Linked DNA regions of Sus scrofa: regions 2, 3 and 4 are each linked to region 1. A link is a contact called in public Hi-C, HiChIP or PLAC-seq and promoter capture Hi-C data. All regions are on one chromosome and are shown on one strand. Each heading gives the region's core, a stretch centred on a gene start, on an enhancer-like site or on the middle of the called end of the contact. The rest is flanking DNA. Distances are from core to core; before and after follow the strand shown. Region 1 holds the start of FZD5 (frizzled-5). Region 2 holds the start of LOC102167165. Region 3 overlaps PLEKHM3 (pleckstrin homology domain-containing family M member 3). Region 4 overlaps PLEKHM3 (pleckstrin homology domain-containing family M member 3).

The links. Promoter capture Hi-C pulls out the DNA fragments that hold promoters and counts their contacts. A called contact is a pair of places that touch in the nucleus more often than the background predicts. HiChIP or PLAC-seq counts read pairs in DNA pulled down with a chosen protein or histone mark.
Region 2: an H3K27ac HiChIP or PLAC-seq map of skeletal muscle shows a contact between it and region 1. The contact joins the promoter of LOC102167165 here to the promoter of FZD5 in region 1. A contact is called at or near these places in 1 of 5 promoter capture datasets (liver), 1 of 47 Hi-C or Micro-C datasets (skeletal muscle) and 2 of 2 datasets of contacts at active chromatin or transcription factors (alveolar macrophages and skeletal muscle).
Region 3: a promoter capture Hi-C map of liver shows a contact between it and region 1, with 13 times the contacts expected there. The contact joins the enhancer-like site here to the promoter of FZD5 in region 1. A contact is called at or near these places in 4 of 5 promoter capture datasets (fetal liver, fetal skeletal muscle and liver), 19 of 47 Hi-C or Micro-C datasets (alveolar macrophages, brain, embryonic fibroblasts and 11 more) and 2 of 2 datasets of contacts at active chromatin or transcription factors (alveolar macrophages and skeletal muscle).
Region 4: a contact with region 1 is called in a Hi-C map of liver, with 6 times the contacts expected there. The contact joins the enhancer-like site here to the promoter of FZD5 in region 1. A contact is called at or near these places in 1 of 5 promoter capture datasets (liver), 4 of 47 Hi-C or Micro-C datasets (embryonic fibroblasts, fetal heart ventricle, fibroblasts and 1 more) and 2 of 2 datasets of contacts at active chromatin or transcription factors (alveolar macrophages and skeletal muscle).

Annotation. Positions count from the first base shown.
Region 1 is chr15:110,916,437-110,923,746 of Sscrofa11.1, forward strand. FZD5 (frizzled-5) reads right to left here and starts at 4,426. Exons shown (of 2, transcript XR_002339431.1): 1 at 4,290-4,426. It overlaps LOC110257173 (a long non-coding RNA gene), which reads left to right and starts at 5,035. Exons shown (of 3, transcript XR_002339433.1): 1 at 5,035-5,413.
Region 2 is chr15:110,702,872-110,710,181 of Sscrofa11.1, forward strand. LOC102167165 reads right to left here and starts at 3,153. Exons shown (of 3, transcript XM_021074736.1): 1 at 2,955-3,153; 2 at 2,540-2,893. The coding sequence starts at 3,153. CREB1 (cyclic AMP-responsive element-binding protein 1) reads left to right here and starts at 2,677. Exons shown (of 9, transcript XR_002339130.1): 1 at 2,677-2,905.
Region 3 is chr15:111,127,404-111,134,713 of Sscrofa11.1, forward strand. It overlaps PLEKHM3 (pleckstrin homology domain-containing family M member 3), which reads right to left. Exons shown (of 8, transcript XM_021076249.1): 3 at 6,567-7,310. Among named protein-coding and RNA genes, the nearest start is that of PLEKHM3, 55 kb to the right of the region's middle. Within about 2 kb of position 2,703, at least 18 of the 83 cell types and tissues checked have an H3K27ac peak or open chromatin away from gene starts, as enhancers often do. A contact at or near this core is called in epiblast stem cells, fetal liver, liver and 1 more, where this site is marked.
Region 4 is chr15:111,095,073-111,102,382 of Sscrofa11.1, forward strand. The region is part of intron 4 of PLEKHM3 (pleckstrin homology domain-containing family M member 3); the gene reads right to left. Among named protein-coding and RNA genes, the nearest start is that of PLEKHM3, 87 kb to the right of the region's middle. Within about 2 kb of position 2,804, at least 17 of the 83 cell types and tissues checked have an H3K27ac peak or open chromatin away from gene starts, as enhancers often do. A contact at or near this core is called in liver, where this site is marked.

The DNA of each region.
Region 1 (7,310 bases), core at 3,176-5,675:
AGCGCGTAAGAGCGGTGCATTTTTATAAATGGGAACAGCTTTTGAGAACTCATGAAAACTGTAATACCAGCCTTCTTCCCACCAGCAACATGCTTAAATCCGCTATGGAAACTAAACACCTTTTTCCTTAATATCCATAAAGCGAAAACTGACCTGGGCTTAAGTCTCACTTTTCCAACTTTGGTTATAAACGAAGCACAAATCCCTAGACTTGCTGTTTTCCTTTGGAGGCGTTCTCAAATTTTAAATGCTTTTGCCATTTCGGCTTCTCAAATGCGGTCCTCGCTCAGTCCTGGTCCCTGGTATGTTGCTGGCCAGGGCACTGTCATTCCTTCCCAGTAATGGCCTCACGACGCGCTTCATGAATGAATAGTTGAACAGATTAGGAAAGCGAACGCGAACGGAATTTTTCATAGTCAAGTGTGTGTGTGTACATGTGTGTTCATCAATACATCTATAGGCTTTCGCATAGGAACGCGGGAAGGGTTAAACAGATGAGAAGAGCAAACCAAATTCTCTAACAGGAAAGTGTGTGAGACTGTGCTCAGCAATACGAAAGCTGTCTCAGAAGAGGAAGAAAAGCAAACTATATTGAGATGGGGTGAGGTGAACAGCTTTCCTAGTGCTGCACCAATTTCTGTTTTAAAAGCTTAGGCAAGTGTGTTATGGGTCTCATTTGTTTTCAGGACTACAGAGAGCAGTGTTTCACTGCTTTTAGACTATCTGGCTGTAAACTAGTCCAAAGTCCAGGAACACTTATTTTCCCTCCGCTGCCAATGTTTGTTCACAGGTAGCCGCCCCCCCCCCACCGTCCCCCTCTTTCAAGCACCTCATTCAAGGGTGGGTGTGGTTTCTAATCACAGCTCTCCAGGAGAGGAGGAATAAGAAAAGCAAAAAGGCTGTTTAACATGATAAAGGAGGTGGGATGGGGGTAGAGCAGATAAGAGAAGTGTTGGAAATTTACTTAATTAACAGGAGGTATATCCATTTTAGTCCTTAAATGTAGAAAGGAGCCCCCTTCAGCACTAAGTACTTCCAGCGGAAGGTTTACTTTCACCAAAATTATAACACATTTCTTTCTTTTTTTTTTTTTTTGAAAAAGTGGGATGGCTGAAGTCTATTAAGAACCACCCACTCCTCTGGCACAAAGCTGCCATCTTAACAGTCTAGAATTCAAGTTCGACCAATCGGCACCCCTTATTTTCTCACTATTCCAAACGTTAGAGGACACTATATAATGCTACCTCTAACTTATTCAAGCAAAGCTGGCACCGTGAAGAATGAGAATGATTACAAGTACTACCGAAAACAAACTGAAGCTTGGTAAAGCTAGGAGAGACACCAAATCTCTAAACACTCCCCAACCTTGTCACTTTCAAGAGGTCCTATTCACATTCTGCTCCCCTTCCTTGGTATGACCTGGGGTTTCCCTTAACTTAGGAACTAAATACTGGGACAAGCAGCTCACCTTAAAGCATCTTGGACACTTTAAGTAGTGGAAGGAGAAACAAGCTGTAAAAAGCACAGGGGTCAACTTCCCAGTCACAGCAACCCAAACTTTCACTGTTCACATTATTTGTAAAGACACAAGTATAGGAAATATATTTTCCCAATTTAGACCACACAGTTCAAAGAAACCTGAACCAAGTGGAACTTCATTATAATGCCAACCTTAGGATTGTAAAGCCCCCAAAGCAAAGGGAAATTTTGTTGCCAAAATGCAACAAAGTTAAAAATTAAGAAAACTACATATAAATTAAAAATAGGGTTCCCCTTGAAAAGGCAGGTGAGCTGAGCCCCTTGGAGAAGCCCTGGGACAGGTACTCCCCTTGAAACAGCCCCTTTCCCCTCTCTCCAGGTTGCCCCAGGAGGGGGCATCAGCACCAGGAAGGTAAATGGAAGTGACCTTGGCAAAGCTACCAAACAAAACAACCTCCCTCCCTCGGCTCCCGGCCGGCCTCGATCTCGGTCCCGGTCCCTCAGCCTCCTCCTACACGTGAGACAGGGACACCTGCTTGTGATAGGTGGCGGCGGCAGGGCCGGGTGGCCCGGTCCTGCCTGTGAGCGCTGCGCTGGCCTCGGCGTAGTCCCCGGTGGCCGTGGCCCCGCCGCTCTTGTGGCCCCGCCGCGGGCGGCAGCAGCAGCGGCTGGTGAAGCGCCGCCACGACTCCACAGTCTTGCCAGACCAAATCCAGACGCCTGACGTGATGCCCACCACCAGGCACATGAAGTATTTGAGCATGAGCACCCAGTACTCAGGCTTGGCACGTGGCTGCCCGGCGTCGGGGCCTGGGCACGCGCAGGTGAGCGCAGCCTCCCAACTCTCGCGATAGTGCTGTTCGTACAGGTAGCAGGCCACCACGATGCTGGCAGGCACCGTGTAGAGCAGCGTGAAGATGCCGATGCGGATCATGAGCTTTTCCAGCTTGTCCGTCTTGGTGCCGCCCTGCTTGATGACGCTGCGGATGCGGAAGAGCGACACGAAGCCTGCCAGGAGGAAGAGCGTGCCCACCAGCAGGTAGAGCACCAGCGGGCCCAGCACGAAGCCACGCAGCGAGTTCAGGTTCTGGTTCCCCACGTAGCAGATACCGGCCACCGGGTCCCCATCCACCGAGCTCAGGGCCAGCGCAGTGATGGACTTGACACTGGGGATGAGCCAAGCAGCCAGGTGGAAGTACTGTGCATAGCCCGCGATGGCCTCATTGCCCCACTTCATGCCAGCTGCCAAGAACCAGGTGAGCGACAGGATGACCCACCAGATGGAGCTGGCCATGCCGAAGAAGTAGACTAGCAGGAAGACGACAGTGCACAGCGCAGGGCCCGTTGTCTCGTAGTGGATGTGGCTGTGCTCACGGCTGCAGGCGACGCTGGCATGGCCCACGACTAGGCGCACCAGGAAGCCCAGCGACACGCACAGGTAGCAGGCTGACAGAAAGATGATGGGGCGCTCAGGGTAGCGGAAGCGTTCCATGTCTATTAAGAAGGTGGCCACCGTGGTGGAAGTGGAGATGAAGCACAGCACAGACCACAGGCCGATCCAGAAGGTGGCGAACGTGCGCTCGTCCGGGCTAAAGGACGGCTGGTAGCAGGGTACCGCGCAGTTGGGTACCTGGCCCGTCCGCACTTTGTTGTAAAGGGGGTGCGACTCCTTCAGAATGGGCACGAAGGGCTCGCGGCACTTGCACACCGACGGGCCCCCGGCGACGCAGTCGCTCCCTGAGGCCGGCGCCCCCGGAGGGCCTGAGAGGGTGGGCTTGGCCGGGAAGGGCCTGGGGGGCGCCGTGGTGGCCTCGCTGCGGTTGTAATCCATGCACAGGACCTCGGCGTCGCGGCCCAGCACCGGGAGGCGGTCGCAGCTCATGCGTTCCGGCCAGGCAAAGCCGTACTGGCGCATGAGCGGCGAGCAGCCGGCCTTGGCGCGCTCGCACACCGAGCGGCACGGCGGCAGCGGCTTGTGGTAGTCGGGCAGGCAGATGGGCGTGTACATGGAGCACAGGAAGAAGCGCAGGTCCGGCGAGCAGTGGATCTCCACCAACGGCCAGAACTGGTGCACCTCGAGGCCCGCCTCGTCCTGCGTGTCGTGGTTGAACTGGTTGGGCATGTGCGTCAGGTTGTAGCCGATGCCGCGGCACATAGGCACTGTGATTTCCTGGCACACCGGCGCCTTGGAAGCGGCCGTCGCCCGGCCCGCCAGCTGCGCCAAGAGCAGCAGCAGCAGCGAAGGCGGCGCGGACGGGTCAGGCCGAGCCATAGCCCCCTCCCTCCCCTCTCCTCCCGCAGCCCAAGCGGGGCCAGCTCAGGCAGGGGAAACCAGGACCGTGCTTCCCTCTCTGCAGACTTGTGTGGCGCCGGGGCTGGCAACCTGTTGGTTTCTCTTTCTTTTAAAGAAATCCGTCCAAAGATAAACTGTTCCGGGAGGGCGCTGCCTCCGCAGGGAGAGCTCAGCTCTTCGCTGGATAGGGCTGAGGAGGGACAGTTAAGGCTCCGATTCCAGGGAAAGTACTCTTTAAAAAAGAAGGTGGGGGAGAAGAAAGATTGCTGCCACTGCCAAGGAGAGGGGCGTCAATGGCTTAGTCCTCGCGAGCAGTCTCCAGATCTCTAAGTTAACCTCTTTCCCTTCCCTTCCCTCCACCTCCAGAAACCAAACTACAGACTCCCCGCCTCTCATCCCGCCTCCCTTTCCGCCCGGCCTTCCACGCTGTACCCCGAGGTCAGAGCGCTCAGCCCTCTGGAAAAGGGCAGAAGGGCAGGGAAAACAACTGGGAGGAGGAGAAGGCGCGTACTCTCACCTCGAAGGATCCCGTGAGAAGCAGATAGTCAGTCGCCAGCCTGAATCCTCCGTCCCTGGGGCTCTTAGCTCAGAAACGCGACTTTGAACCGAGCTGGCATCGAGAAAGTTTGGCGATAAGCTGGGTACCCGAGGCAGCACATGGCAGCAGGTGGGGGTGTCTTAGAGAGGCGGTCGCCCGCTGAACGAGGTCGCCACAGACCGGTCACTCGCCCTCTCCTTCTCCGGGGCCCCCTGCATGATCCGAGCGGGACAGGGCTGGGGTCGGCCGTGCCTTCCACCAGGGTCCACCAAGGGCGAGCGCGCCTGGCAGCACCTGGGCAAAAGGAAGGCGGTGTGCGGCGACCGGGGGCTTCCGCGGCCTCACAGTACCGCCAGCAGCTGGTGTTGGCTCCGCCAGGACTGCATGGTGCGCGCCCGCCGCCGCGTCCCGCCCGCCGCTCGCCTCCTCCCCTGCAGGGGGCTCCGCGCTCCAGCTGATTCCTGGGGGCGGTGGCGGCGCTCCCGGGACGTGCGGGACTCGGCTCCTCCTCCGCGCTCTAGCACCCTTTCGCCCACCTCTGGCGGGTACTCAACGGCGCGCGGCGGCGACGACGGCTGTAGTGCACTTGCGGCCGCAGGCTGGACTGGCCTCTTGCGCCCCGCCCGGGTCACCTGCTTCTAATGCCCGCCAGGAGGCTCCGCCCCGACCCCGCCCCTTTGAGCTGGAGCTCGGTTGGTGGGCCGCCCCGCCACGCTCTCCGCGCGTCCCCGCCCACTGCCCCGCGGGATCGGCCTCTCTTCGGGCGCCCTCCTGCCCCCTCCCCGAGCGGGCCGCTGAGGAGTGCGGGCCAATCGCGGGCCGGGAAGCAGTGGGGGCGGGGCAAATGCTAATTTCGCCTTCTTGAGACCCGGGGCGGGAAACCCTAGCTCGAAGTCCCTCCCGAGTTCTCTAGTGGCGCCCACCCGTGCCTTGTCCACTTTTCTGTAATGGTCTAGCTTACGAACCCTTGCTTCCAGGGCCCCTACCAGGTCTCCTCTCTCCAGCTAAGCATCCTTAGAGTCCAGCGCTTGTTTAAAAGAACTGCTCAAAGAATCACTTTTAACTGTGGCACCTGTCTCCTCTCTGCGTTGTCCTCATACCAGGTGAGCTTAAGTTGAGAGAACAAACGCTTCCTGAGCCCCTATTGTGTGTCGGACAGCGTGTTAATCGTTCATATCTTAATACAGGGTGTCTCAGATCCTTACAACAATTCTATGAGGCAGGCACTCCTTACAGGTGAACAAACAAGAGGTTTAGAAACTTGACCAAGGCAACCAAGCTAATAATAGCAACCCCCAGGAAAGCCACAACCTAGACAATCTTGGGAAGCTCGGTATTCTGAGCGCCTGGCATAGAGTAGGCGCTCAAATGGCAAACCTGGGATTTGAACCGAGATATTTGGGCTGCTGCATCCACAGTTTTAACAGCCACCACTCTCCCCCCACCCCACCCCCGCCATTATGCTACTGGTTAGCTCCCAGGCTTTAACCTTTACTTTTGCATTTCGTAACAAAATCTTACTGTTGCGACAGGAAAGTGATTTTCTTTCTCTTAGGAAGACTCGAGACAGGTTAGTCCTTTATCAGTTTATCGGGTTAAAAAGTCCAGGCAGTTCCCAAGTCGCCCGCAGAGAGAAGCAACACTGGCTCCAGGCTCTGTGATGGGCTAGGCGCCGGCCCCCCCGGGGCTGCCCGCTGCTTAGCCACGCACTAGCGCGCCGCCGGGGATCCGGGGCTCACAGAACAGCCAGAGCCCGCGGGAAGACCTGCTGGGCGCCCCGACCGCTGGGACGCACAGTGGCGCTCTTCAGATGGGTTATTATGCTGCAAGTTTTTAATGTCCTAAAAATGCCTCTTTTCTACATGTTCTAATTAGGTTGGAAGACTGAGGTGTTTAGCATTCTTGAAATTCATTCACACGCTTACAAAGAGAGTTTGAATTGTTTCCCGCTCCCCCACCCCTTCCTTCGACTGGGAAGAAGGCGGAAAAAAGGCCAGAGGGCCTGAGTTCTTGAAGGACTCAGGACTGGACTAAAAAAGGGTTGAGATAGACCGCGCCGATTGTCGTTCTTGTGTCCTGGTCCCATCTACACAGACTGAGAGACTGTTTCAGAATGGTCCCCTCTCTCCTGCTTTGTGAAAAATAATGCAGAATATGTGTATCAATCCCAGCCTCAGAGTTAAAAGAAAGAAATATCAGTTGCTTCACAAACAACAAAACTCTTAATAAACATGTTTAGAATGTACCTTACCTCTTTCATTTCCTGAAATTCTACAGGTGCTCCCATATTTTTGTTTGTTTGTTTGTTTTTTGGAACTACTTGGCACTTAGTGTCAGCAAACAACCCAGAGTTGAAAGTAGTGGGAGTTGAAAAGCTATGGAATAGCAATCAAAAAGAAAGGGAAACCCTCAGTGGAAAGTATGCACAGATTGTGAACATGCCAAGAGAGGCTGCCTCATTCTGTGGTCTTTATGCAACGTGTGTATTATTGGGGATGGACAAGTGTTGGCTAATAATAAAAATTATTTGAAGTTGGAGAATGTTAATCACTCATGCTGGCATTTAGCCAGAATACTTGTGTTATTTCACTTGGTTCTGACTCAAAGGATGTTATCTCCTCGTCTGAAAAACCTCTCTCTTTATAATCAACAGGGAAGTGTTATTTTTGCTTGGACATCTCTAATAATAGGAGTAATAACAGAGGGAAGATGTTGCCAAAAGAAATTTATTTTGCATTGTATAGCTTTTTGTATCACTTGGACTTTTGCTTTTTTACATCTATTACTTCACTTTAAAGGCAGTTTAAAATATGCTGTTGAACATGTATTAGGCGGGGTGCTAAATAATTCATTTGAGTTAGCTCATTTACTCCTCACAACAATCAGATGGAACTGGCACCATAATGACTTGCTTGAAGTTACACATTTAGTCCATGGAAAGGATGGAAATCAAAATTTTCTCCTGAGTCATACTTATTGTTTAACAAACTGGAAAACACT
Region 2 (7,310 bases), core at 1,903-4,402, 210 kb before region 1:
GTGTTGTTACAGTTAGATAGGAGGAATGGGTGACAGAAAAGAATCCCAAGGGAACTAGAATAGCATGTATAAATATTTTGAGGTGAGTGCCTACAGTAGGGAAGAAGAGAGAAGAGTCTGGAAAAACTAAAAAAGACTAATATGACTGGAGTACAGAGAGCTAGGAGGCTGAAAAGATAATGGAGGGCCTGGTCTCCAGGATAAGGATTTAAGATTGTGTTCAGTGAGCAAAAGGAAGTTACTGGAGGGAATCAAGCAGGGTAGTGACTTGGCCAGATCTGTATCTGTTTAATAATACTGCTTTGGCTACAGTACGGCAAATAGATTAGAATAAGCCAAGAGCAATTTTGTAGGACCTGGGTGGTCCTACAAAGACCAAGCAAGAGATAAAGGTAGCTTAGCTTAGACTTGAGTGCAACGAAAAAGTGGTCATAAGAATGGAGAGAAGCCACAAATCGAATTTTTTTAAGGTGGTCTAAATGATTCTGATGTGTGTCAGAGGTATCTTAGGTTTTTTGCTTTTTTTTTTTTTTGGCTTTTCTAGGGCCACTCTCTCGGCATATGGAGAGTCCCAGGCTAGGGGTCTAATTGGAGCCACCGGCCTACGCCAGAGCCACAGCAACGCAGGATCCAAGCCGCGTCTGCGATCTACACCACAGCTCATGGCAACGCCGGATCCTTAACCCACTGAGCAAGGCCAGGGATGGAACCCGCAACCTCATGGTTCCTAGTCGGATTCGTTAACCACTGCACCACGATGGGAACTCCTCTTAGGTTTCTGAAGAGAGTAGATGGATAGGATACCCTTTACTGATCCAAAGGCTATGGAAGGAGAGTTTGGAAGGAATATGATATACAGGTTGAGTCTGACATGCCCCAGTCACCCAGATCAAAGTGTAGCAAAGGCAGTTAGAAACATGAATCTACAGCTCAAGAGCAAGATCTCAGCTTGAGTATGAGTTGGACAGTTTTTGGCAGAGGGCATTTGAAGATACTGGAAAAGGATGAGATCTCTAGGAAAGTGCGTATGGTGGGTCTCAAGAAGAGTGCTCAGCTTAGCAGGATTGCCGTATTGAGGAGGTGGCTAAAGGAGAGGCTGTCTGTTTAAAAAAAAAAAAAAAAAAAAAAAAAGAGGTAAAAGGAAAAACTATAAGAGTGGAGGGAAGAGCACATTTGGAGGAGAGAATGGGCAATCGTATAAAAATGCCAGAATGAGGTCTTGAAGATGATGACTGACGCTTGTCTGGGAAAATTCAGAGCTGCTTCAAGGGTGTGGTAACAACAGAAGCTAGACTGGAGAGGAGTGGGACATGAGAGAACGCCCATGGGATAAGAGACAATTGCGTGTGGAGAGGGAGTTAAGGAGAGGTATCTTAAAGAAATGAGAGACTTAGCCTCGTTCAAGTACTAGACAGAAATGCCAATAGAGAAGGAAAGGTTGACAATAACGCAAGGAAAGGGGAGTATTCTTCAGCCCAAAGAGAGTGCAGGAGGGGCTCTAGAGTACCAGGCTAGGGAACTCTCACAGGAAGTCAGTACGGGGCGGGGCCTAGATTTGGATACTCTCTTGCTTCCTGAAAGATGTTTGCTTTAAGAGCCAGAAAGAGCTATAACAGACATGAAACCCCGGGGAGAGAACTGCCGGTTTCAATAAAAAAAAGGATAATGGAAAGTCAGTATCATGGTCTCGGGTGACCTCTGCGAGAGCAGTTTCAGTAGCTTCGAGGCAACGGCAACGGAAGTCACGCTGCCGGTTTAGAGAGGGAGTAGGTGGCGAAGAAAAGGGTGCAGCGGGTGCAAACCAGCGCCGGAGAAAACGGGTTGTGAAAAGACAGCGACACGGGATGGTGCGGGGCGGGGCGGGGAGGAAGGGAAGACATTCCGAGAGTGTTAAAGAGCAACCTCGGTCAGAGCAGGTCATAGCTAGGAGGCCAAAGATGTGACCGACGGGCCTGGCCACCCTCGCTGCCGCGCTAAACCCCGCCAGGCGCGCGAAGTCCCAGAGCTTCTGCCCCCCGAAACAGAATAGCCCCACTGGCGGCCGCCAGGTTTCTCACTGGATTCTCAGAGCAGAGCCAGCCAGCCTGCCCACAGAGAGGGAAAACCCTCCCCACCAGGACCCACGACGCCCGTGGGCAGGACCGGGTCAGCGCCGCGGCCTTGAGGCCCATCGCCCGGCCGAGGCCCCAGGGGTCAGGGGCGACCGCAGAGCCGCAGCAGCCTTCCTCCCCGCCTCGCAGGACTGCGGACCCGGAGCTGCGTCACCCTCGTCCCGGCAGCGTCTGAAAGTCCCCGAGCCGGCGGTGCTCCGAAGCCCAGACCCGGCTCGCCGTAGCCGCCCTAGAACCCGCCGCTTACCGCCGAAAGGCAGCCGGCGCGGGGGTTTCCAACAAGCCGTCGACACCCCTCGGGAATTCCCCACCCGGCCACACACAAGCCCAACTTCTTCCTGCAAATTTCCGCAGCCGGTTTTATCCGTCTATACCCAGCGAGGAGACGTAGACCACTCCTCCCCACCCTGCCGCCCGCCCCAGCCCACCTTCTCCTTCCCTCATCCCGCGGAACCCCTCCGCCGCGCCCGAGGGAACCCGAAGGTCTTCGGCAAGTTCCGCCTCCAGAGCGGAGGGCGGGGCCGCTCGAGCTCCACCGGGCCGAGCTCGGCTGTTTCCGTGCGCGGCCGCTGCGCACTCGGCACTGGGCGGCGCTGGCTGGCTCCCTGGCTGCGAGTCCTCAGTCGGCGGCGGCTGCTGCTGCCTGTGGCCCGGGCGGCTGGGAGAAGCGGAGTGTTGGTGAGTGACGCGGCGGAGGTGTAGTTTGACGCGGTGTGTTACGTGGGGGAGAGAATAAAACTCCAGCGAGATCCGGGCCGCGAACGAAAGCAGTGACGGAGGAGCTTGTACCACCGGTAAGAGGAGCAGGAGGAGGAGGCAGGAGCCGGAGAGAGCCGGGGGGACGGAGGGGGGACGGGGAGGCGCCGGACACCCGCGCTCGGGGCCTTCCCCTCGCAGGAGGGGCCGCGGTAAAGATGGAGCCTCCGCCCGAGCCCCACACCATCGCCGCCGCTCGCAGCGAACAAAGAATAATGGCGGCGGACTGGAGCCAGCGGCGGCCGGGGCGGCAGCGACTCTGCCTGCAGCCAGCGGCGGCGCTCATGGCGGGGGGCGGCGGGCGGGGTGGGAGCCGGCGGCCGGGGGTGTGTGCGGGCGGCCGGCCGCGGAAAGCTGGCGCCCGCGTTCCCGCCGCCGCCGCCGCCGCCGCCGGGCCGGGCGCGGAGCCGGGAGCCCGGAGCCCGGAGTCGCCCCGGGGGAGGCCGCCCGCGGGCCCGGCCCGGCCCGGCAATGCCCACCGCGCCGCTCGCCGGCCCCCGCCGCCCGCCTCGCCCCCGGCCCAGCCTGACCCGGCCCGCTGTCCGCCGGGGCAGCGCGCCGGGGTGCCCGCGGGGGGTGGAGGAGGAAGAAGGCGACAGTTGAGGGCAGAGGAGGTGAAGGTGCCTGCCTTCCTGGTCGCCTCCGTGTCTGCCATGCCCGCTTCGCGAGGGGAAGCGCTGCTGCGTCTGACCTACTCTCCTCTCCACTCTCTTTGTGCAATAAAGTTCGAAACCCAAGGTTTCCTCTCGTACTGTATTTTATTCACGCCTTTTCCCTCGGCTCCCACCCCACTGGGAAAATGCTGTTTTCTGTGCTTTTCTGCTTAGATGAGGCGATGAGAACTCGCGCTTTTTAAGATAATTTTTGACTCTTTGCTCACCCTCTTTTTTTTTTTTTTAAGTTAGTAGTCATGGAAATGCATTCTTTGGGGGAGGAAGGGGGTGCTAAGAAAAACATATTTGTAATAACTTTTTAAAAACTGTTGGGATCTTGTAAAAGGGAAGCTGATGTTTGAGAACAAGTTTCGGTTTTAACCCTTTTCAATAAGGTTAATGCTCACTTGAGAGCTATCATTCTGAAACACTTCGTTGAAACGAATATTAGGCGATGTACTTTTGTTTTACATCACTTTTTTTTTTTTTTTTTTGGCCTGACGTGCCTTTGGCGTTGGGTCTTCAAGATCTACCCTCGAACCCCTACCGTGTTTCTCACGCAAATAAGAGATTGGTTAATACTAATTCTAAAAATAGGTATCTAAAAGTATCCATTATCTGTCTCCTGTACTAGGTAACCCCAGCCTCAGACCGACAATAATTTAAACCACAAGATTTATTTTTTCTTTGCCTGTTAGGGAAAAGGGACAGCAGAAAAGTCATTGACACATCAAAGATTAAAAGACAATTTTTAAAGGACCAGAGATATGACCTATTTAAGTTTGTCTTACTTCCCTTCTTGAGAAGTTAGAATTTCGTGCTAGCCTTAGCTTGCTTCATTTCTGCCTTCTTAAAGTTAAGTATAAAAGATGCTTTTCGTCGCCAGCTATTGAAATCTTTTACACTCATTTCCTAATTTGAAAGTAAAGCCAAAATGGTTATTTTAGGTGGTACAAAAGACGAGCTCGGATTTGTTTTCAAAATATCTGTCACAGTGTGATAGAATTGTGATTGATACAAGGTTTCTTGTTAGGAATAAATATTGTTAGTAGAAGCACTGTCTTCTGATTTTCTCTATCCAAGTCACTTTTGCAAAACCTGCCTTGCTGTATTGCAAGTCTTTAAAAAACCACATTAACATTTTGTCATTGCCAAGAAACTTGATTAAGAAGATATAATAAAGAGTTTTCCCATAGGATTGGAAAGATGTTTTATTTCCAAACACTGAGGAAATTATAGGATTGATGATACTGTAGATTACTGGTTTTCCTTAAGAATTTTTCTGCAAATCCGCATAACTTGGGAAGAATTTTTTTCCCTTTAGAGAGACAATGACTCTGATTTTGTGAAAGTTTTAAAAAATGTTTTCCGATGGGCTTTTTTCTTCAGTCTTATCCAAAAGATCTTTTAAATTTTATTTATAAATTCATAATCTGTAATTCTTAGCAATCTCAGGTTAGATTCAAACTTGTGTATTCTTTAATATTTGAATATTCATTTGTAGCTTGGTACTAAGTTGTACTTTTGTTCCCTTCCAGGGGCTAGCAAAAATTACAGTTAAATCTGCTTAAACCTTTTTTCTTTCTTTTTAATGGACATATTTAGAAAAGCATTGAGTCTGACACAGATTGAAAAATGTTAAAGGGACACTTCTTATGAAATTTAAAATTTCAGTGTTACCCCTTTTGAATTTTTTTTCCGCCGCATAAGGACCTAAGGAAACTTAGAAACCTGATTCATAAAATAGCACCTTCCTTTTTCTCCTTTCTGAAATTTATATTATTGATTAGATCTGATTAATAGAAAATGTTTCTTCATAGAGAAGTAGCTTTATTTTGTCTTTCAATCTTAGATATTGAATTTTGTTTTGGTAATAGTAAAACCAAATATATATCCCCCACTTTACTTCATTTGAAAAATCTTTCTACCTTTTTTACACAGTAGAAAAAAATGATTTACTTGTAATCTAATGCTTAAAATGTATCACTGAAATTTATAATTTCATTTATTCTATAAATATCTTACCAGGTGTAGTTAAATAGACTTGTTTATAGCCACCCTGAGACCTAATCTTGTAAGCATATCTTTCTTGTGTATAGTGTCACTTCCAGTGACCTCTCCTTTATTGAGTTAGAGCCCAAATCTGAATTTAAGGATATAGTAGATAGGGAATGGAAAAAAATGAAAGAATCTTACTCCTGTATACTCATTTTTGCATTATCACTTGTGACACAATTTGTTAGCACTTACTGTGACAGAGAATGTAGTTAATGGAAAGAGTATTGGGTTTGGAATCACAGGCCTGGGTTTGAATCCTGCTAGGCCTCTGCTATTTTGTGCCTACACTCAAGGAATTTTGGGACTTACCGGAGGTCTGGACCCCTCTCAGCCTTAGTTTCCTTATCTGTTAAATTAGAATAATACCAGCTACTTTGTAGGATTGAGAGAGAATTATAGGACTTCCTTGGGGATTCAGTTAATGACAGCTATTCATTTTTAAGCTTTAACTTCCTAGCTGTGGAAGCTTGGGCAAGTTTCTTCTCCATACCTGAGGTTCCTTGGTTGTAAGTGTATAGTATCTGTCTCATACAAATGTGGGAATTAAATATAAGTGGAAACATATTAAATGCCTGGTTCAAGTGCTCAACAAATGGGCCAGAAACTGCAGTGAATCCAAAGATGAACTACACTGTTGTGTTTCTACCCTCAAGGAACTTTGGGGGACATAATAACTAATAAGGCAGAATATATAAGCAGTCAAAGAAAAGAAATCACACTTGATGAAGATGGAAGAAAGGAGCATTATGTTTTTATATTTCCAATTTTATTTTTTAGTAAGTTCATTCAGATTCTCCGTAATTCAAAATGTAAAATATAAACGGGCAAAAAGTCCTGGGTTTTACCCCCACCCCCCAGTCATCCAAGTGTTACCAATTTCTTATGTGTCCTTTCAGAGATACTCTGTTTATACACAAGCAAATATGTTTGTGCTCTCCTCCCCAACCCCCTTTTTATTTTACAAATGGTAGTGTGCTGTATACACTCCTATATCTTCACTTCATATGGCTTAGTATTTGGTTTGTGTCAGTGCATAAAGATCTTCATTCTTTTAAATCATTTGGATGTACCTGTTAAGCAATTAGTGAGCTGATGTTATTTTTAGATCTTATGTGACCTTTAGAAGTAAAAGAATTGTCATGCCTTTATTTCTTTTTTTAATTACTTGATGAATTTATTACATTTATAGTTGTACAATGATCGTCACAATCCAGTTTTAAGGTATTTCTATCCCACACACCCAGCACATCCCCCCACCCGCCAGCTTTATGTCTTTAAATGAAAGATTTCATTTGAGTGAGAGATACGAGTTTGTGACAGGAAGTTATTGAACTGCCTCAATTATCTTTTGTTTCTGTTTTTTAAAAGTTTTAGTGAAATGATCGAGATGTACATGAAGAGGGAAGCAAGCTGTATAAGAGTTAACTCTCAAAGTGAATTTCGTCGGAATTTAAGTGTTTTGTTGTGGTTCTTATATCCCTGAACAGACTACTTCTATTATTTCAGCTAAAAAAAATCTAAATGAGAAAGATGTCATATATAGTCCAGACCTTTTTTAAGCAGACTGTTCTTATAGGATATTATCACCCAGTAATCCCGCTTAGCATTCTAGCTTTCTCCCTGAGTTAATTTTTTTACGTACTCATTAACTTATTTTTGATGATGTTCAATATTTCTTAGTGTAATTACCAGTGAGTTTTATATTTGACACCTAAATAAATGGTGAGTTTCA
Region 3 (7,310 bases), core at 1,453-3,952, 210 kb after region 1:
AAAGAAAGTCAATTTCATTTTATTTCTGTCTCTCATTTCCTTAGCAGAGCTGGCACTTTGGCTACTGGAGGAACCCCTAATTTTTCATGTGGGACTCAAAACAGATTTTGACTACTCTAGAATCTGCTTTTTCAAGAGCATATGTTATAAGGTATATAACTTTCTTCCTTGGCACTTAAAAACCTACAGCTCTGTCTTTACCTATATGCACGTGCATAATCAGCTCCCAAATTCAATTTCTCTTTTTTCTTCAGATTTGCATTCTGCATGATTTGCTGGGAAGCCAATAAGTAACTATGCCCAACGCAGAAATATTGCTTACTTCCAGACTCGCAGCTATTTAATGAATAATTAACCACTCCATACTTTCTATCGGGAATGCTTGTATTACCAGGGTGAAGGTATCCTTTAGGTCTAAATGATGTCATAAAATAGGCCTTTGCCAGAAAGACGCCCTCATTTATCACACGAAATGCCATGTGGTTTTAACAAGGTCGATACTGTTTGTTTAATATATTTTGCTTTCATAGGGGCTTGAAATGATTTGTTTTTGCAGCTGTAACAGAGTTAAATTAGGGATTTAGCTTCAGCTTAGCTAGTTGAGCATATATAACCAGGGGCTATTAATTATCTGCCTAGAGGCCTTTGGTCATCTTCCCACAATGTACAGCATCTTGGGGTGCTGAGTTGTACCATAAGCAGCCAGATTCTATCCTAAAATAATCAATCCTGGCTTCTCAGGAACCGAGTAAGATTAAATAATTCAATTTTTTATGTCTTATTCCACAACCCCACCCACCCACATGTAAATGTTATTAAATGCACAGATTTTTTAAAAAAGCTGAGTAAGGAACTGAAGAGAGGAATCTCAGTTGAAAGACTAGTTTTAGACGTCTGTTACCACAAATGAGAAACTTAAAAAAAAAAAAAAAGCAAAAAAAACCCACTTTTCTGAGCACCAATAATCAGTCTGCTTCCCCCTTTCTGTCTTCTCACAACCACTGTTCTGCCTTAAATGGAGCAGGGGGAGAGAAGGAAGTTCGCTCCAAAGATAAACTTGTCAAAAGCCTACTCTACAACCCAAATTCCTCACTACCTGTTTGTGAATGTCAGCCGGGAGCCACTGCTGAAAAGCTCTGGGAGGGAAAAAAAAGAAAAAAAAAAAAGAAAAAAAAGCAAGGGGAGAGAAGGGAAAAGGAGGGGTGGGGCAAAGAAAAACTAGAGTGCAATTCAAACAAAAATGAAATCTCACACACACACACACACACACACACTCAGACAAAGAGAAGGGGGAAAAGGCTCCCCCTCCCACCTCAGGTCCTAACCACATACTTCTTTATCAGAGGTTCATTGTCAATCAATTAGCCGAGGCAGCAGGGGTCTGTGAGGTGGGGGCACCCAGGGAAACAATGGGCAGCCCTGTTGTATTACTATTTAATCACTTTTGCTAAATAAATAAAGCAGCCCCGAGGTGCTGTCATGTCAAGGGAATTTATAACAAAAAAAAAAAAAAAAAAAAAAAAAAAACTTCATTTTTCATTGGTCATTCCTTTTTTCCCTTCGGGACAAGAGAGGGTTATTACTGTAGCCTTAAGTTCCATCTTTGTGTTTCTTGCCTTTGATTCCCACTCGGACCCTGCCACTTTCTGGCACTAATTTGTCAGGCTGAACAAAGAGAGGATTTGTACCTCCTGTAAGGTCTCAATTAGGAATGGCTTCTGCTGTATTATGTGCCATTCAGAGAGGACACAATGCCGGTAATTACAGGAATTTGCACTAAATGGCTGAAGAATTCACAGCAAAACTCCCCCCCCCCACCCAAACCCCTTGGGTTTACCCCTCCCAAAGCCTCGGGGTGGCGGGGGGCGGGGGTGGGGAGCAAAAAGCTCTTAATGCCAGAGAGACATAATTACCAACAGCAGTCCCAAGAGGTTAAACAGCAGCCAAAGGAGTAAAACAACCATAAAAACTGACAGTGTGAAATGGTGGAGGGGATCCCCTCAGCTGGCTGTTTTTCTTGCTGTCTCTTCTGCTAACATTTTCAATTTCAGTTCAGAGTCAGGAACAGTGACCTGGGCTGTCTGATTTCACTTCCAGATTACAAAGCAGTAACATGTGAGCTTTGCATCTCTAGTAGCATCTATAAACAAGGCCCAGGGCCCTTTTATCATAATACTCAATTGCTAGGTTTCTTGATTGCTGGGAAATTACAGGAAAAAATATCCCTATGTACCAGGGCCAAGAAAACCATGTATCAATTGAGAGGAAATAGATATGTATACATGTCTAATTCCTGAAGAAAACCAGGCTCCTGCCTTATAATTCAATTTATACTGCATTTTGTGAACGACCTCATTTAGAACCACTTACAGGTACATACTCCATAAATATTTTAATAAGCTGCATAGTCATTTGTTTTAGCATTAATATTTTAACACCACAGATGCCCCACTGCCAAACATAATTTTGAATCCCAACCAATGACTTCATTAAAGAAGCATTCCTCATTTTCTGCTTACAGAGGTGGTTTCTGCAAGGCTGACTAAAGCACCAGTAAATTAATTGTCCTTAAATACCACTTTCCTCACGTGCTTCTCTGCCCAAGAACCTTCTGTGATTCAGGGTCGAACATGTAGTTCAGCCTTATCAAACAGTGCTTTTGCGTAGGTCAAAAATGACCGAATGCCTGCAATTTCATAGAGTTCCACTTTGCACCACCCCTGGCAGCTCTCTAATCTGACATGAGGACCTCACTTCCACAGCTCGGCTCACAGCTGCCATTTGGCATCAGTGAGGGTGATGATTCCACTGACGTCTTCTCTGGGGGACTGCAAGTGCCATGAGGGCAGGGACCACGTCGGCTTTCTCCAAGCACTGACTTGTCCAGGTGCACTTGACTTTTGGGCTCCTACAGTAAATGAATGGAAGAACTTAACTTTCAAAGGCATGGTCTCAGGAAGAAGGAATGGCGAAGAGAAAGGGCCTGGAGCCATGAATGACCAAGGGAGGAACAGACCAGAACAGCAAGACGACCACTGTAGCTGGGTTTCCTAGCACGGGACGGCCATGGAGCTAGAGACAAAGCCATGCAACAAACCACACATAATCAAATACAACTATAAAAAGTCCAAGCACATGTTAAGAAATACACACTTACGCACAAGCATGTATTTTCCAAACCATAACCTCAGGCATTTGGGGATGGTCGGGGTCCATTTTCTCTTCAGGGGCTCTTTAAGTTTTAAAAAAGGATACAGAAAATTCTTCACCTACAGATAGAATTTAGTGAAATGAGGCCAACTGCACTATTTTGTAGATTTAAAAGCCAACATTTGTGGCTCCCCTGAATAGCAGCTGAATGACATCATGATAAAGAGCGGCTCGGTACAGTCTCCCACTTTTAAAGTTTATGCATCACAAATATTTAAAGGCGGGGGTGGGGGGACACTAAGTGGACATAAACACTCGTACTCTAAAGAGGCGCACTTAAATGGTGAAATATTGCGAATTAGCTTTCCCACAAACGCCCGATAAAGCCAAGGTTCAACTGAAAACAATCTGCTGGACTTTTTGACCGTTTGGAAGGTAAACATGCTATGCAACCAGCTTTTTTACTGAACGTGTGTTTTTATGAGGTTGAAAAGTTTGGGGACCCAAGTTACTAAATGAATAAACAGCTGGTTTAGATTAACTGTGTTTGTGAGAAACATAGATCAATTTTAAGTTCCATCTGCTATAATAATCTTTGATAAAATGAACAGCCTCCCAAGAAATTGCAAAAACATTCAGAGGTTTTGCTCAACAAGTTCTGGCCTTTTTCTTTTGAGACTCTGCCCCCTACAGGAGATGACATCTTCCTACCTGAGGTAGGCAACCAGTACGCCAGGTATGGTTCATTAAGGAAAACGGAAAGCCACCCATAAACCAGGGTACCACAAAGCAACTGAGCGTAGCAGTTTCAGATGGAAGAGGGGACACTGAAGTGAAACTAAAAATTTCTACTTGAGAATCAGCCACACTGTACAAATTAGGATTGACCTCTCCCCACGCCAAACAAGAAACCTACCCGTGCCCCCATTAGAACTCCAAACCAAAGCATGAAGGTAAGAGCGGAGCCGAGGAAATGAGTTTCAGACCACATCTACGCCTGCCTCCTGAGTTCCCTGTTACCACCCACCCCCAACTTATTCTCCAGCCATTCAGTGAGCCCGGATTCAGACAGCAAAGGGAAGCATCCCAAAACACGGACCCAAAAGCAGCTGCCCCAAGGTTCTATCTCAGCCCAGTACATGATCCTTTTCCTACTCTCAGCTTCCTTCTCCTGGTCTCTTCAATTCACTCTTCTAAGTCTTTTCTGTTATCAGGTCACCAACTGCTAGATGTAGTGGATCTGTGGAATGGTACCCTCTACCTACAGCTCTCCTTCCTCCGGGTGCTAAAAATGCTACCCAGGCAGTTCAGAATGTGGGCAGGGCACCCTCCATCAAGAAGTGGACTTCGGAGAGGAAGGTGAATTAGGAGGCTGCAGGGGGACCATCCTTGTGTAACGCCTGATGCTTTTCTTCCCCCTCCGTCATCAGAAAGTTCCTCCAGCTCACACTCCGGTCTCTACCTTGAAAATGAAGCTGAGCTCTTCTCCCCGATTCCAGTAACACAGCAGATTTGTGGTCCCTCTCAGCACTCTAAAACCACAGAAGTGTACCATAATTCCAGGATGTCCAGAGTAAGCACTTAAAAATTACTGTTGAATGGCTGAATTCTGAAACATAATATATGCAGTAGTACAATAAGACACTGATATGTCCATAATTTCCAAAAACTGCACTAAAACCAGCGTCTCCTTATTTTAAAGCACTTTCCATAAGGAGCTGGCTGATGTAACACAAGGTCACTCATGCCTGCGGACATGTGCACGTCACCCAGTGCAGCTTCTTTACCATCTTGGGGTTTCTGGTCTCTTCCACCCAACCCTGCAAGTGTCGGCTCCGCAGTTACTGAGGCCCTCTGGACAAAGCAGACATGAGTCCCTGAATCCCTCCTTTACGTAAGTTATTGTTCAATAGAAAAGACCATCATCATAACTAACCTAAGTTCAAAGTTTCACCGTGCCACCACTATTTGTCTTTTGATACAGGAACAAGCACAAAATTGAAATTTCAGTCTTGACTGGTGGTGAGCCCCTGTTCACTTTTTTTGGGGTCTTTTTAGGGCCACACCCGCAGCATATGGAGGGTCTCAGGCTAGGGGTCAAATAGGGATTGTAGCCACCGGCCTACACACCACAGCCATAGCAACACCAAGTCCGATCCACGTCGGCGACCTACACCACAGCTCAGGGCAACACCAGATCCTTAACCCACTGAGCGAGGACAGGGATTCCTTTCCCCTGAGCCAAGACAGAAACCACTTTTTCTTCACTTTTAAACAACATACTTAAATCAGATACACTTGAATTGAAATTTCCCAAATCAGGCTTCTAATTCAAGCTACCTTTGAGGGAAATTTCTCGTGACAACTTTATGGAGTTTAGTAAAAGGTAAATAATTTGATTTTGTTTACAGTAGATTCATAGACTTGATTTAGTGAGGGCTGTTTTCTCCCCAGTTTTCTGTTGGGACGAAGGGGGAGGAATGGTGAATGGAGGAGACATGCAGTGCTCGGGTTTTAAGAACTAACAGATGACTGGCCTTGGACTTCACTTTGTGTCTCAGCCTCCCAGCAGGTCCAGCAGCCCCTGGCTTCCCCAGGATGAGGCACAGGCTGATCGTGACTCAGAGGTCATCTGTGGAATCATCCTCACCCTGCTCTTAGCCACCTCCAGACTTTCTGTCAAGGCTGACTTTCTGGATTCCACCTTAACAAGATTTGACAAGGTCATGATCAATGAGTTACTGGCTATGGACACTCTACTTGCCTGAAGAGTGTTCTTAGTCAGCTCTAGGCTTGAATGTCTCTTAGGAGACCATGTGTGACATCCACATTCCCCGTGACCTTTACTGAAGAAGGCAGAGGAAAAAGAATCACAGCAGACTTAGGAAGCCAAAATTCTAGCCTGGTTATGCTCCAGTGAGGCACTTGGCTTCAATGGGGCAGATCAGAGCAGCGTCTACCTACTTCACCAGGCATGAAGGTGGACAGGTGTTTTAATATAACAAACTCCTTGAAGGAGAGATGCTTTGAAAACAAGAGGTACCTGGGATTGGCCTTTTAAGGGGGTTTTTAGAGTGAATTCCAAGTGTGGAATTCAGGATTGTTCTTTTTTTGGGGGGAGGGGTCTTTTTAGGGCCATACTTGTGGCGTACGGAGGTTCCCAGGCTAGGGGTTGAATCGGAGCTATAGCTGCCAGCCTGTGCCACAGCCACAGCAATGCAGGATCCAAGCCATGTCTGAGACCTACACCACAGCTCATGCCAACACCAGATCCTTAACCCACTGAGTGAGGCCAGGGATTGAACCTGCACCCTTATGGACACTATACCTTCGTTGGGTTCATTAACTGCTGCACCACGATGGGAACTCCCAGGATTGTTCTTTAATGAGCTTTAGGCTGAAAATTTGCTTCATACCTGCGCATTTGAAGCTCTGAGCAGTGAGTCCTCGTTCCAAAGACAAAGTCGTCAGGATGCTGAGGAAGCTGGTGGTCACAGATTGGCGTTTGTTCTTCCTGAGTTCATGCCCCCCCATCTGATCCTTGGGTTTGCTCCTCAGCGTGACTTGCGGGTTCTGTTCCGAACTCCTTGCCGCATTGGCAGCTGTCTTCAGGGCCTCCATCCACTCCTGAGCCCTCTGCCGGGTCTCGGCACGGAGACGGAGGACATCTTGGGGGAAAATGACCTGAAAACAAGAGTCGCAGTCGTCCAGGTTGTCCAACTGGACGGCCAGACACACGTCCACGTTGTAGCTCAGCAGGGGATCCTCATCCAGCTTGCCCGGCTGAAAGGCCATCAGGTAGGACCTGCTCAGCACGAACGTAAATGCCTTCCAGTTGTTCTGGACAGTCAGCCTGTAGAGCGTCCCTGATTTGAGGATGTTTTGGTACTGTTTGGGGCCATCCAGGACAGGGGATGGCATGAGCAGCTGGCTGGACTTCTTCTGTAAACAGTGATTCTGTGCGCAGTCGACATGATGCCCGAGCCCCGGGGAGTTGGCCAGCTCGTCCGGCCGCCCCAGGTAAGCAGGCACGGCAGCGTGCACACCCTCCCAAAGCTTCTGCCCCCAGTCCAGCGCCTCCCACGGCGACTCGGCCTTTAGCTGCAGCTGAGTGTTGTCATACAGAACGGTATCCACCAGCCTGGCCTCAAGGTTGCCCA
Region 4 (7,310 bases), core at 1,554-4,053, 180 kb after region 1:
TAGGTTCTGGACAGAGCCCAATGAAAAAGCCCATAGTTTAGCTAAATTAGAAAATGTGCCTTTTCTTCCTCTCTTCCAGAAACCCAACTGGTAAAAGTAACCTGGGCATTGAAAGGAATTTATTAATTCTGTATGTTGATTATGTGATTACACAAATCTACACTTGTGATAAAATGACACAGAACTACATGGGCCCAGCATACCAATATAAATTTCCTGCTTGTGTGGGGTTTTTTAAGTATTGTACTATAATTATTTAAGATATAAACAGTGGAGAAAGTGAGTGAGAAATGCACAGGACCTCCCTGGTCTGTATTATATTATCTATGCAACTTCCCATGAATCCATAATTATTTCAAAATAAAAAGCAAAAGGAATTCATTAAGACTCTTAATAGTAATGCTGATTGAAAAAACTATATATATTGCATATATATGTATATATACTCCATAACACTTACTAAGAGTAGCCACTTTAAAAAAATAGATAAACCATGCACATATTACAAAATTCAAAAAGAATAAAAAGGATCTATTCTCCCCGCCCAAAAGAAAAGGCTATCATATGCAGAACAATGTGCACAGAAACACGCTAAAACACAATTTAGTGGACAGAAAAGAGTTGCTCCTTTTAGAACAGCTCTGAGCTTGGGCCGACTCTGGCCAATATATCCATCCAACTTCACAGCCCCTTCTGGTAGTAAACATCAAGAATATGAAAGCTGATTTAAAAATGTTATTGTCATCAGTAAAAATAGTTGAAACCCAATGCAGCTTAAATAATGCACAATCTGTAGATAATCTGGGGATCTTTATAAAACAATTCACCAATACCGAGGACATAGACTGGCTAAGTGATATGCAGAGTTGGCTCAGTTTCTATTTATGAAAGGCAAAACTTCTCCACTAAGTTTCCACCAAAACCTCTCCAGAACTGGGACTAAGACTGGAATCCAACAGAAACAAAAACAAACAACTTTGCTTATAAAAAAAAATTTTAAAAAAACCCAAAAAAACAAAAATCCAATGTTCCATACTCTGAGAAGAGTATTAAGATAAATAGTACACACTCCCTATCCTCATGGAACTCACTTGAGAATAATAGACAATTAATTTTAAAAATACATGTAGCACATAGCCTGTCATTTACCACAAAAGGAATATGGGTTAGGTCCACTTGTAGCTTAAAGGAAGAAGTCATCGACCATAATGGGGAGAAAAGGGAGCTAGGAGCCAGGGCAGGCCTGGGAAAGCAGGTGGCACTGGCTCAAGATCTAGAAAGATAAACAGAAATTCACTTGGTGGACAAGGACAGGACAGAAGAGAGTACAACAAGCAGACACAACACAAAAACCTATTGGTATGTACATGTGATAACTAAATGTATGGCTATTGTATGTTGATTAAAAACACATTTATGAAATTCAATATTTTCATATGTATAAAGTGCTTATAAAAGAAATGCAAAAAAAAAAAAAGGATCAATGTTTTCTTCTAATAAAAGTCATTTTTTTGAGTTCCCTCGTGGCTCAGTGGGCAAAGAACCTGGCATTGACACTGCTGTGGCTAGGGTTGCTGCGGTGCGGGGCTTTTTTTCATTTTGTTTTGTTTTTTTCTTTTCCTCTTTTCTTTTTATGGACACACCTGTGGCATCTGGGCTAGGGGTTGAATCGGAGCTGCAGGCCTACGCCACAGCAATGCTGGATCCAAGCTGTATCTGAGACCTATGCTGCAGCTTGCTTCAATCCCAGATCTTTAACCCACTGAGGGAGGCCAGAGATCGAACCCACATCTTCGGAGACACTATGTTGGGTTCTTAACCCTCTAAGCCAGAATGGGAACTCTTGGGCGTGTGGGTTTGATCCCTGGCCTGGGAACTTCCGAATGCCATGGGTGTAGCCTGTGTCCCCCTACCCCCGCCCAAAAAAAAAACTGTCACTTTTCCCCCTTATATTTATAAGCAGTTTTTCTGAGGTACCTGTTCTGTTGTGTGATGCTCTGGGATCCTGCAGAGTTAAAGAGTTAGGAGTTAATGAAGTTTACAGTCTGCAAATCCAGCTCACAAAGAGGCACAGAGAATTAGCCAAAACCTTCGACTATTTAACCAGATGAAATAACAGCTGACAGGGCTAAATAATGTCTCATTTTGAGGTCTACAGATGCAGGTGCATACATGGCAGACACTATAGCAGGCATCTGGCATTCAGTGGAGACCACAACAGGCAGGGCCCTGTCCTCATGTAGCTCACAGTTCAGCCAGGAAATACAGAATTGGGTTCAAACATCTTGTTTATCATGGTTAAATATTTGCTATGTTTAAATATCTTAAATGAGGAAAAAATGGACGGTGTTCTGGAAAATGAAGTACAATCCACTTGAAACTGTTGCTGAAGAATGATGTATTGTACAATTCAATTAGTCTTTCTGCCTCTATTGAGGAGTGTTTATACTGAGCCAGGGCCCGGCTGAATTAGGTTAACAATGCTACCTTTTAGTAGGTGAACAGGACAAAGGGCACTGGCCAGTCTCCCAGGCCTTAAAAGGCTTCTCTCTTCAGGTGGTGCTTAAGCCCGAATGGGGAAAAAAAAAAAAAAAAAAAAAAGTCTTTTACAGAGATGGTAAAAGCAGCGAGGCAAATGGGCCGGCAGCTACCCACATCAGCATTCATAAGCTGAAATTACTGAAAACAAAAACAGCTAGTTTCAATAATGCCTAAGGCTCTGCTTGGCAAAGTTATTAACTAGTGTTAAGAATACACAGCCCATTGTGACCTCAGCTGCCTGAGTATGTGAACAAATAAATCTCTGCCCTGTTGAGCCATTTTGGGCAGTGAGGCTGAGCACATGCTCGCTGGTTGAGAACCATCCACTACATGGATGAGGGAATTTTTGAGAGAACTCAAAGTGCAGCAAATATTAAAGGCTATTTTTGCAAAATAGGCAATCAGTAGGGATAAGTTTGAAATGACCCTCCAGACTAGCCTGAGCATTCTACTTTCAAACTCAACTGTAATTAAAAAAGCTTTTTAAAAAAATATATAGTTACTCAGGGAAGGGAACCAATGATATTCTTAAATGATAAAGTTGATGTGAGAGAAATTTTCTTATTAACCAAAATATTTTATGAGTTATATTTGAATACCAAATACCTTCTACCGAAGAGCTAAGAGCTACCATCGTACTTCTTGCCTACCAAAGTATGAAAAACATCAAAGCCTCAGTGCTGTTTCTGAGATGAAAACTCAGCTCATAGATGCCAATGGATAAGCCCAATATTCTTCCCTTTCAAAAAGTGAATGGTTTAGGTTGGCATTCTTTTCCGTGATCCCACTCCATTCACATTAGACACGATTTGTACAGGGTTGACAGTTCACTTTTCAAACCTACTGGCCTGTTAGTATTGTACTGAATAATATTTAATATTTATTAATAACATTAGTATTATTACATAAACCGGTTTCTTTCCATAGCTCTTTTAACTTAGAATGGTGTAAGCTATAAGAACTCAATTCTGTGTGTGACCGTGGTTTTGTCACAGTTTGTGAAGTGGCTCTGGTGCGTGATTCATGAGCGTTGAGAAGCAGGTGGTCCAGGAAGAACCAGGTTTCCCTACCCCATCTCTCTCTCAGGAGGAGTTGGAGAAAAGAGCCTACTCAGGTTGTAATTATCTACAAACTAGTAGTGATCAGTCTGCTAGATACATAGATGTATCTGAAAATATATTTGTCAATTGATTTGAACATTAAGCACCACTAATACAGATTTGAACATAATATGTCTTTTGTCATGCTAGTGACAGCTACCTCTTAAAAGCAAAATTCTCAAATGTTGTTGAGGTTTGCGTAATTCCAAGAGGTTCTGGAACAGTGTCCTGGTACGTTCCCTCGCAAAAATAGCCCAGGGTAATAAAACAATGGGGCAAAGGGAATGTGGGACAATAGATAGCAATTTGAAAAGGAGGAGAATGTGGCGTGAGGACTTTCGTTTTTGTTAAAGGAAGAAAAAGCATCAGAATAACACAGAGGAGACCATAATCTTAGAATAACAAGAACTGGTACAGATAATCTAGTTCAGTTTTCCTCAACCTGTGTTCCAAGGAACACCAGTCACACAGAAAAGATACTCTGAGGTCGACAAGAAATATGCCACATGCCACATTCTTCTCTCGGTGGTTCCAAGTGCAGCACGTTAGCATAAGCTCTGGGCCTGGAGCACTAACGAAAACCTGCTTAAGCCAGTCACTTCCAGCCTATCTGGCTACAGACAGGCAGCCCGTGTGGAAGGGGTGGTGGGAGAAGAAATTCGGCCAAGGTCGCAATCACCAACCAGAGGAAGGGGCATCTGTCTCCATCATGACCTCCACGTAATAGAGAAAACTGAGAACAAAGAACTCAAGTGACTTGTCTGTGGTCATCTTGCGGCAGAACTCGAGCCCAAACCTGGGTGTCGGGATACGCTGCTCTGTGCTTTTTAGTAGAGTTCACACTCACAGTTTGTATTTTAATAACTCCACCGTAAACTCTCTGTTCATCACTCTTTAAAAGAGGTGATCCCCATCCCTGTTCTGTCCTTTCCTCCTCCCCAGTCAGACAGAAAGCGAGTGGGACGAACCCATAACTTAAGGAGGCGGTACACTGGTGTGTGGGTTCCCATTTGATTTCAACTCTAAAACAAAAACTAAAGTCCAGTAACACTTCATTTATCTAGAAGTCCCTTATTTGTAATGTGTTTTCTGTCTTTCTCTTTCATGAGAAATTCACTCGGCAAAGGCAATGCACCAACACCTAGAACACAGTAAGTGTTCAATAAACACCTGCTGAACAGATGAATGAGAACTTCACAGTGCTCAGGCTGTGACTCTGAACCACACACTTCTAACAATTCGGTTGTTTCTAAATTCATGACATATTTGGAGCTAATAAAGTAGAAAAGGGGAAGCACAGCTAGAGGCAGCACAGTGACAAGGGAGGTGAAAGCTGACATCTGATGCAAAGGGAAGGAAGGCATGTGCAAGAAGATAGGGGTAAAGTAGAGCATACAAGCTCGGCAACACCTGTCCAGCTCACAGGTGTACACAGGCGTAGGAAGTCACCGACAAGTAGTCTCAGTCATGGATGGGAGTCTCACTCATATACATTCAAAACTTTATATATGAAATATAAAGTTACTCACTGAATCATTGTCTATAACAGAAAGATTGGAAAAACAAAGTCCAGTCAAAAGGACAAGTTGGATACATTGCTGCGTGTATGCGTGTGTGTGTGTGTTAAATTCATGGCAGAATATAGAATAGCTGTTTAAAAAAGCCCAAGGATTGGGATGGAAATCCTGTGAAATCAGATTGTTATGATCATTATACAACTACAGATGTGATAAATTCATTTGAGTAATAAAAAAAATGAAAAAAAAAAAAGCCCAAGGAAGAATTGTATGATCTAAACAGAATGTTTTCTAAGAGCAGCATATATGCTGTATTGCCTATTGCCATTTTTTGTGTAAAAACAAAATAAAATAAAGAAAAAAAATATATGCATGTAAAATCTCTGGAAGGAGTAATCTGGTTGCCTGTGGGAAAAACAGGGTGTGGGGGATGATCAATGTGTATATGCCCTTTGTACTTTTAAATCTCAACTTGTGTGAAAGTATATTATGTTTAAAAAAGAAGAAGAAAAGTATAGCAGTTCAAGGCAATTTCCTTACAGAAAAAAATAGCCTCCCATACCACATTACACCACGGTGAAGTTATTGATCACAGGATAGAACAATCATATTTCTAATTCTGAGGCATTAAAAGAGGTTAATTCCTAATATTTTCTCTTTTTAAAAATTTTTTCTTGATCACGAGATGATTTTATTTATTTATTGGCCATATATGTGTTTTTTGTTTGTTTTGTTTTTATACAAAAAATGGCAACAGGCAATAGAGCATAAATGTTGCTCTTAGAAAACATTCCATTTAGATCATAAAACTCTCCTTGGGCTTTTTTTTTTTTTTTTAGGTAATCATTCCATATTCTTCCGTGAATTAAAAACACACACACACCCCAATTTATGCAACTTGTCCTTTTGACTGGACTTTGTTTTCCAATCTGTCTGTTATAGACAGTGATTCAGTGAGTAATTTTAAATTTCATTTTGAATGTAAGTTCTTTTGCTGCATGTGGAAGTTCCTGGGCCAAGGACCAAACCATGCCACAGCAGCAACAATGCCAGATTCTTAACCCACCGCACCACAAGAGAACTCCCCTAATATTTTCTTAAATAGAATATATATATATATATATATATACATATATATATAAATAATATATAGAGCTACGTGACAGTTAAAATTTATAAAAAGAAAAATAATAGAATCACTTTACTGAAAATCTGCAGAATAAAGATTCGGAGGGGAAAAAAATCACCCACAACCTTACCACAGCAAAATAACCACTTACTGCTTTGGTGCAATGTTTCCTTCCAGTATTTTTCCCATTTCTATTATGAGAAATCACGGCAAAAATTTTACTAAGATCAATCCCAACCAGAAAACTTCTTGGTTCTACTAAAACAGCCACTGTGGGCTAATGGAGGAGGAATCTTAAGGTTAATTACAATTTGTTCTCAGAATCTCCAAATGACTCTGAACAAGTGGTTTTTCCCATCAGCGAGCTACTCTCCAGCTCCGCAAGGGCGGTAGAGCTTGCCTTGAATGCCTCTCAAGATAAAGAGATAGGAAATGGTTTATGCAACATGGAAAACCCCTGGCTAAATGGAATGTGAATATTCAGGCTAAGATACAAAAATGTTTTTAAAAAGCACAGTGAAGGCGCACAGTTTAGGAAAAGTGGAGGCTAAGTGTGAGTTCCTTAACTACCTCTGTCATGTCTGATATTTTTGAATTGGGGGTAGTGGTGGTGAGAATAGAGGGAAAGTGATCCTCAGAGAGAATTTCATTAGAAAATGGCTATAGAATTTGAGGACAGGGTTTAGCTGCTAGGTAATCCTGGAGCTCAAACTCAATTTGCAGGATGTATACTGGAAAATAGATGAAATCCTGCTTTAAAAATAATTAGGATTATTACTACTCTGGAGGGCACACTAGCAAATGCTTAAGATGACAGATTTCATTCTGCTCTGCAAAACCATTTTTCACTCTTTTAAATGGATATTCAAGCCAGTCACGTACTTGCAATTAAGGAGAAGCAGGCAGATTGCACAGAACGATGTCTGGTCTTGGAAACTGATAGGTCTGAATTGATCTTCACAATTAGGAACATTAAATTAAATCCTGGCATCTGAGCAAAGACACAGACACTGGACTAAATGG